Regions from separate parts of the Sus scrofa genome. Here all the other regions are linked to region 3. The links are chromatin contacts, called in public HiChIP or PLAC-seq and promoter capture Hi-C maps. All regions are on one chromosome and are shown on one strand. Each heading gives the region's core, a stretch centred on a gene start, on an enhancer-like site or on the middle of the called end of the contact. The rest is flanking DNA. Distances are from core to core; before and after follow the strand shown. Region 1 holds the start of SEMA6A (semaphorin-6A). Region 2 holds the start of ATG12 (autophagy related 12). Region 3 holds the start of COMMD10 (COMM domain containing 10).

What was found. Promoter capture Hi-C pulls out the DNA fragments that hold promoters and counts their contacts. HiChIP or PLAC-seq counts read pairs in DNA pulled down with a chosen protein or histone mark.
Region 1: an H3K27ac HiChIP or PLAC-seq map of skeletal muscle shows a contact between it and region 3, with 8 times the contacts expected there. The contact joins the promoter of SEMA6A here to the promoter of COMMD10 in region 3. A contact is called at or near these places in 2 of 5 promoter capture datasets (fetal liver and fetal skeletal muscle), 1 of 47 Hi-C or Micro-C datasets (skeletal muscle) and 2 of 2 datasets of contacts at active chromatin or transcription factors (alveolar macrophages and skeletal muscle).
Region 2: a contact with region 3 is called in a promoter capture Hi-C map of liver, with 4 times the contacts expected there. The contact joins the promoter of ATG12 here to the promoter of COMMD10 in region 3. A contact is called at or near these places in 1 of 5 promoter capture datasets (liver), 4 of 47 Hi-C or Micro-C datasets (alveolar macrophages, embryonic fibroblasts, liver and 1 more) and 1 of 2 datasets of contacts at active chromatin or transcription factors (alveolar macrophages).

The regions. Positions count from the first base shown.
Region 1 is chr2:120,686,295-120,688,994 of Sscrofa11.1, forward strand. SEMA6A (semaphorin-6A) reads right to left here and starts at 1,303. Exons shown (of 18, transcript XM_005661593.3): 1 at 200-1,303.
Region 2 is chr2:119,964,278-119,966,977 of Sscrofa11.1, forward strand. ATG12 (autophagy related 12) reads right to left here and starts at 1,425. Exons shown (of 4, transcript NM_001190282.1): 1 at 1,058-1,425. The coding sequence starts at 1,220. AP3S1 (AP-3 complex subunit sigma-1) reads left to right here and starts at 1,262. Exons shown (of 6, transcript XM_021084654.1): 1 at 1,262-1,777. The coding sequence starts at 1,709.
Region 3 is chr2:120,237,230-120,239,929 of Sscrofa11.1, forward strand. COMMD10 (COMM domain containing 10) reads left to right here and starts at 1,394. Exons shown (of 7, transcript NM_001267840.1): 1 at 1,394-1,450. The coding sequence starts at 1,410.

The DNA.
Region 1 (2,700 bases), core at 53-2,552, 450 kb after region 3:
GCGCAGGGCGGAGAAGAACGTCGGGCAGGGCTCACAGCTGCTCCCCCAGGGCCGAGCAACGCTCGAGAGACAGACACAAGACAAAATAAAACGCAGGCACCACAAAGCCGAGAGCGCTTTGCCTACCGCGGCCCTGGGACCCGCAGGAGGGAGCGGAGCTGCCCGGGAGGTGGGGCGCGCCGGGACGCCCCAGCCGTACCTTTTCGGTGCATCGACGGGCAGGCGGCCGGGGCTCGGAGCGGGCTGGCACAGCGTGTATCCCATTTAGTAATCCATTATCAAGGGGTTCTCTCTGGGCCGCGAGCTGCGCTCTCTCCTCCGCAAGCCTTTGTCATTCCTACATATGTGCTTGTCTCTTTGGGGTAACAGTCGCGGCGACTACTTTCTGGGATGCAAATGCTCTGGGTTCATCTCCAATGACAAGCGGAGAAGGGAAAAGGAAAAAAGAAAGAAAAAAAAAACCAACAAGAAAGGAGTAAATGTTCAAGAAACTCTTCTTCAAATCCAAATTCCACTTGGATTCCACTCCAGCGAGTCCCTTCGGTAGTGTCTGCGCCGATTAACAAGTCATTTCAGGGTGGGGGGCGGGGTGGGGGCTGGGGCAAGGGTATATGCTCTAGCCCCGCTCGCCGACCGGGAGCGCTACCCCGCGGGTGTGGCGACGCTGGCCGCTGCCGCCACTCCTAAGCGGGCATCGCGGGCGGTCGGCCCCGCGGAGAAGCGCCGCTGCTGCGTCCCGAGCGCCTGGACAGCCGAGTGCGCGGGGAGCGGAGTTGGCTGCAGCCTCACCCCGTGCGGCTCACTACTCCTCTGTCACCGGAGAGGCCTCCGCTCCAGGGCGGAGCCAAGTCCCGGACTGGATTGCGCAAGGCGGACTCTCCTCCTGCAACCCCGCCTCCTTTGGCTGGCGTCTTCTCCGACCCAAAGGAGAGCAGTGGTCTCTAGGAGTGAACGCGAGTGATCGAGGTGGAGGGGGAGAGAATCTACGCCATGTGACCGTAGGTGGAGCCTTGGACCGACTGGCCAGTGCAGCTTCCTTCCACCACTATTCCGGGCCCCACCACGCGCTAGGCGGAGGTCCCTGCGGGGGCAATGCCGGCAGGATCCCAGCCCTCGCCTCCCCCACCCCTGGCATTTGCTCTAGCGAGGAAAAAAAAATCCCGGACAGCATTGCTGAGCACGGCCAAATCAGAAAAATAAATAAAAATAGACGTATTGCAGGAGCGAGTTACAAGAAGGGATTTGTTCATCGATTTTCTTAAATGGAAAAGTTTTAAAGGATGAGGGTAAGTGAATGGCAAGTGTTTCTAATTCTGATTACAGTATCAAAGGTGGATTCCAGAAGTGATGGAAGCTCCACGCACCCAGATGAACTGGATAGAAGCCGGTGCGCTTAAAAAAACACCTCGAAAATATGAACACAACTATTAGTTAACATACCTATAACACAACACGTTAATAAAGCATGTTAAGCAAACAAATTGTAGTGCAAAGAATGCTGTTAACAACGATGATGTTTTTAAACGTAGGAAATATGTAAACTATTCTTAGAAACAATTATGTAAACTTCAGAAATAAAACACAATTCCAGCGAGAATCCAACAGCTTCATGGAATAAGTAAATCGCAACTTCTTCCAAGGCGCTTTTGTTAACACCACCAGAAGAATGGCAGGCACAGCCTTTTTCTGTCTCTTAAAAGTTCACTCGCCAAAAAGCTTTGCAGTTACAGGCTTGGGCCAATTGGCCAGGCCACACGATGTCCCCCTCCCCCGGCCGCTGCGCGCATGGTAGCGTGTTGTTCCCCAAGTGGGCTTCTCGCGTGGTGAGGGCTGTAAGCCACAGCCTTTAAAGAAAGTAACTCGGAGCGACCAAGCAGTTCTCCAGTCAATATTTACTAGTTTTGGGCTTGGCCGAGAAAAGCATTGGGAGGGAGATCAGGGTCCCCCCTCGCCTTTAGGCCTAATAAACGCATTAGATACTGTACCTATTCCCTAATTGGGGCTAGGAACCAAGTCCCCCTTTTTTGCAGTTCATACAAGGAAACAAAGTTACATCTGCTCGTGGGGGCTCACAAATAATAAAAATATACATATGTAAAGATTTATAATAAGTAAGTTATTAAATAAATTAAAAAATATATTTCCACAAACCATTTAGAAAAGGTGGGGAGAATGGTTGAGTGGAAAAAGGCTTTTGCCGAAGCTGCCGGCAGGGGCCGCTATCCTCACCTTTCCCAGGCAAAAACCGCGGCGGATCCGTAGTGACTGGGGGTTGGGAGCCGAGGGCTGCGGCCATGGGGGGCGGAGCCCGCTCCGGGAGAGGGCTGGGGCGTGGGGGCGGCGGACTTGGTAGCGCGCTCCCGCGCACTGGTGGGGAACTGGGTCGTGGACGTGCCTTTCGAATCCAGTCGGCACCCAGGCAGAGGCCCTCGCCGGCCGCGACCGCTGGATGCTCGGCTGCGCTATGTAACGACCAGATTTCGACGTAAAACCTCAAGCTGATCCATGCGCCCCCTGCGCGGTCCCGCAGTCTGCAGATCGGGCCCAAGAGGTCCCAGGGATTCTCTGTACAGCGTCTCCATTCAGACCGGGTCGCCGAGGCCCCTTCTTTGCTCTCTGCCTCTGATTTACATGCTGACTGGGTCTGGGAAAAGTTCTTTTAATTGGCAGAATTAGGCAGAGCAAACGAATTGTTTCACA
Region 2 (2,700 bases), core at 175-2,674, 270 kb before region 3:
CCCTTTGAAAGTCTGTTCCTGCTTATAGTAAACTGATAGGAAAAAGGGGTAACCACAATCTATAAAATTAAGGGGATTCATTTAAAGAAAGATTCTAGCAGTTAGCCACATAACTAATCATAGGTTTCTATTTCTCTACTGGTGCATCATGTGGAAATAACTGAACAGATTTCCACCAAATGTAGAGGCAGTGTGATTTAAAAAGGGGACCGTGCTAGGAGAGACAATTATCCTCCCTAGCAGCAGAAAGTGAGGTTGGATGAAAGGGCATGGGATCACTAAGCACAACGTAGGATACCTACACTTTAATAAGACTCTGGTCTGAGAAAGCCTGTCTCATGGCCAGGGTCAACCTCTTTCAACAGGGGATGTTGATTTCCTGCTTTTCTCAGCAACTCTACAGAGTGTCCCATTTAGGAATTTCTGTATTTTACAATGGTGAACTAATTCTCAAGAAATAAAGGCTGAAGACAGCTAGTTCAAGCAATGAAATGATTCATTTACAAGCGTTCCAAAAAGGTGTTTTGCTTTGTTCTGTTTATTTAAAAGAGTGATGCCTATGCCTTTAATTCTCTCTTAGCATTCTTCATACTGGGTAAATCTCCCGTTTTTGGTCCAATTCACACTAACTGATTAAAACACAGCAACCTAATCGGAAGGTGTGGATTTTAATTGATTTACCACTGACCATCCCTATCACCTAAAATCATTACTCAAATTATTAGGTTCCTCATTAAGCATCTGGAACTACTGAGGTCCCAATGAGCGCCCACCTTCCGATAGCTCACGGTCTGCCCGATTCAAAGGAAGATGCGAGCACAGCATACTAAATGCTGTGGCACTCATGTGCGTCCAGAGATAGCTTCCTGAAAGGCACTCAAGGCAAACGTCTTAAAAGCCGAAAAGTATACTTCCTCTCTCCTGCTCAAAAACCTCGTCTTGAGCCGGCCCTGGTCTGGAACCCGCCCTCCTCTAATTTTCATTAGCTGCCATCCCTACTTGAACTGTAAGGAAGGCTTAAGCTTCTCTGCCCAAAGTGAAACTTCTCGAAAATTACTTTTTTTCTTGGTGTCACCGGCAGGTTCTTCTGTTCCGGGGGAAACTGAAGCGGAAGAAGGGGGTTCCGGAGTGGCAGTTTCTGGGGAGACCTCCGTAGGTCCATCGCCCTCAGCAGCAGTTGCGGGCGGGAGCTGCAGCGCAGACTCCGGCTCCTCTGCCATCTTGCACCGAGAGAGGTGAGGGCGGAAGTGGTCGCTCCGCGCGCGTCGTGGGCGGGCTTTGAGCTGGTGAGAGTCGCTAGGAAGGCGCCGGAGTAGGCGGGTATCCAACCTACTACGAAAGTCAGTATTGCAGCCTGGTCCCCTATGTCCAACCTGCTGCAGTCTTCTGACCGTTGATAACGCAACTGCTTCCCCCAAGACAACAAATCTCCGGAAATGTTCGGTGAGCAACGGCCCCACGAGCTGCCGAATGCGCAAGCGCCGCTTTGCTAGGCGCTCCGGCCTGAAGCTGTTTCCGCTTCCCTCCGCGCTGGCCCCGCCCAGGCCCCGCCCCACCCAAGCCCCGCCCCGCAGCCTGGAGGCGCGCGCGCGCGCGCGCGTGCGGGAGGGGGCGGGTGGGGAAGGATCGCCAGAGAGATCCGAGGCGAGCCTCGCGCGCCCGCCCCCGCCCTGGCCCCCAGCTCCCACCCGGTGGGCCCGGCTCAGCCATGATCAAGGCGATCCTCATCTTTAATAACCACGGGAAGCCGCGGCTCTCCAAGTTCTACCAGCCCTACGTGAGTACCCTGCCGCCGCCAACCCGGGCGAGGGGGAGTCGTTGGCTGCCGGCTGCGCCCTCAGGGCGACCCCCTCAGGCGCGCCGCGGCCCTGCTCGCGCCCTGGCCGTCTCGCGCTCGCGGCTGTCAGCCTCCGGGTGGGTGTGAGCGAGGTGCCCACTTCCCGCCGCGCTCCCTTCCTCCGACGTGGCTCTGTCCAGGCGGCTCCTCCGCCCGTCTGTGGGCTGGGTGGTTTCCTGGCTGAATGGGCGAGGCTCTGGAGACTTCCCGGTGCTGGGCCGAAGCCGGTCTGGCATCCGCAGCCCACCTGCGCCGCGAGCCCACCCGGCGCTCTCGCCTTTCCGCTGCCCGCGGCTTGTGTTAGCCGCCCAGGGAGACCGAGCGGGGCCGGTTGCCTCGCAGCCCCACCTCCCTGAGTTCCAGCCTTTCCTGGTGGACTTCTTTCTCTTTTCCTGTGGGCTCATGGGCTACTGCTTTTCGCCGTAATCCTCTCGTCGCGCAGGAACTTTGGCTTCCTGCGTTGGAGACCTGCACGCTCTGTATAGTCTCTCCTGTTAGGCTGCCATACGTGATACACTGCCCACTGTGGCTTTCAGGTGTCTCCTTTTAAAGGAAAAAGATAAGTGAGGACTTAACGTTTTCCTGTGGCTGTTCCCCTTGGTGGCTACAATTTATTTACTCTTGGAATAACTGGCGACCATTGTATTTGACCGATTAGAACTGTGATTCTATATCTCAAAGTTAGAATTTCAGCGGCTGGTTTGGCATTTGTCTACGTAAGGGAATTTTCCCTAATTTATAGCTTTTCTGCTACTTACGAGAAGTAGTAATATTAAACTCTTTTAAACGGGTACATACTGTTGAAAAATGCAGAAGGTTTCAAGGTGATGACGATAAGTTATCATTGGTTGAGGGAGGGTCAT
Region 3 (2,700 bases), core at 144-2,643:
TCCTGAAGATTCTACAGCTGAAATGTAACTCTAATTCATCTGTTTGTCTTTCCATTCGCCAATGCCATTATACTACCAAGGATTTTATTGCTTTCCAAGGATCATTGCAATAGTTTCCTATCTGATTTTCCTGCTTACCTCTTTCCCATCCAGTAATCATTCCGTGACAGTAATCGTCAATAAACAAACAGCTCTCATCACAAAAATTCTTTGCTTTAGAGTTCCCACTGTGGCACATCAGGTTGAGAACCTGACTAGTATCCATGAGAATGCAGGTTTGATCCCTGGCCTCACTCAGTGGGTTAAGGATCTGGTGTCACAGTAGGTTACAGAAGCAGCTTGGATCCAGCGTTGTTGTGGCTGTGGTGTGGGCCAGCAGCTGCAGCCATTTGACCCCTAGCCTGGGAACTTCCATATGCAGCAAGTGTGGCTCTAAAAAGAAAAAAAAAATTTCTTTGCTCGAAAATACGTAATGGCTCCCCATTTCTCACTAGATTAAGTGTACATAACACAGACTTGTACCCATTCAAGGCTTCTTCATGTCACCTACCAGAGAGAGCTTTCCTGATCTACCTCGGAAGCCCTATCACTGTTCCCAGGTCTGAGTCCCCTAAATGCACTACAACTTTTCCTCTATCAGAGACCCTGGTATTCGTGAACCTATGTTGTCTCTCTCCTCTCCTGTGAGATGCTTAATTATAGTCTCTGCATCAAATCTTCTCCTGTGCTATGCGGTAGCTAGCTGAATAGCAGACCCCAAAAAGGGGTGCAACGCATACTTGTCCATTTGAATCGCTAGCAAACCTGGAGGGCAGGAATTTTGGTCTTTTGCATCCCAAAGGTCCAGCACAGTACTGGGCACACAGTAGGCGCTCAGAGAACACTACCGAACCAATAACGGTACAGAGCGCAAGGGGGCACTGCAGAACTCCAGAGATGAAGATACAGGAAGGGCTGGTGGCACAGAGTCCAGGCTGGAACTGGCCATCCCCCAGAGCGTTGCTCCTCCGGACGACACGCAGCGCAGGCCGGGCAATGCGGGCAGTGCTTAAACATTTTCTTGAAAAAAAAAAAAAAAAAGCGGAAACCGAAAACAAAATTATGTGTATCCGTTGATACACACTACCTACATAATACAAAAAAAAAAATTCAATATCCAGGTATGTGTACACATATATAACAGGTAACTGTGCGTCTATAAATAAATTAATATGTGCACAGACTTAACTCTGAATGGAGAGAGTGGCGGGGAAGACGACGGGGACGCCCCTTAACCCCACTGGGACCGCCGGACTAGAGCGGCGCGGCCGCTGCGCGGCTTGGGCCTTCCTGCTTGCCGTCCGCCGCCTCCGCCATTGGTTGGGCTCTGGCAGCTGACCCGGCGGCGACGGGGCGAGGGAGCTTCAAGGATGGCGGCGTCTGCGGCGCTGATCCTGCGAGAGAGTCCCAGGTAGTCCCAGGGCGGGTGGGCACCGGTGGCAGCCGCCCCGGGTGGCGCGGGTTGGGCGGGCGCCAGGATGTCACCTGCGTCTGTCGCCGGGGCGCGGGGGCGGGGCCCGCGTGGAGGGGCGGGGCGGGGCTGCCGAAATCCCAGCTCGGGCCCCGCAGGAGTGCATGGGACTGTGGGCGTCTCCACCTGCACGGTGGGTCCTTGCGTGGGTTTCCAGTGCACCTGGCAGTTGAGGTCAGGACGGCAGTGTGTGGCCCTTGTCACTCTTCCCAGAGGCTGGTATCACCAACACCCAGGCCATCCTTGGAGTAATACTGAAATCCCGTGGAAAGGGATTCCATTTCCTCCTTCACTTCTCTTTCAGACCTTATGATGATGAGAAAGATTCCCATTGGTTCTGGATGCTCTATAATACCTAACACGTGTTAATATCCCTTTTCAATCAAGATAGAGTAGGCCTCAGGCCGGGACTTTTTGGGTGGTGACAGTATCTAGGCAGAATTTGATAATGTTTATGCTTTTGCTTTTATTTCTTTTTTTGTTAATTGCTTTATTTAGTTCTTTTCTACTCATGATTAGTAAGGTCGGCTGTCTGTGGTGGTGATACAAATTAAAATAAAATTTTTTTTAAGTAAAAATAACTTCATTTAATGAAAAATAATAGTGCAGGTGGTGTGCGGCTGCAGAAAAGTGCGGAAATATGTAGGCAAATAATTGAAATTGGGAAGTAACTACTTTGTGCCTAGATTGAACAGGAATCTTTTCCAAGAAGAGAGTTGTCATCTTAAAGTTTTTCCTTCTTTGATTCCTTGAGTTCAGACAGCCAGTTGCTCTCCTCACACTAATGTCTTGGGTAACACACTGCGTCAGTAAACTGTATCCAGTATGTTGCAGTATAATTGTTCTTAGCACATGATTTAAAGTTGATTATTACAGTTGAAGCAGGGTTTTAAAACTGTGTACTTAGTGACCCCACCTGATATTGTATGTGGTATTTATTTTTTATTCCATTATCTGCCACACACCAGTCTTCTTTCTATTTTTGGTGTAATTGCCATTTCCCTTTTCCCACTCTTAGCAGAGTTCCATTTTGAGTAAGTAGGTATTAAAGTACAATTCCCCACAGAGTGCAAGCTTCCCTTAGTAGTTTGCCTTTTGCTCAGAAGAAGGGGAAGATTTGCCAAATGCAGCTTTTGAACAGAAGTACTTTGGGGCAGGGGCATCTTTTGGAAATGTCCTGCCTTTTTTGC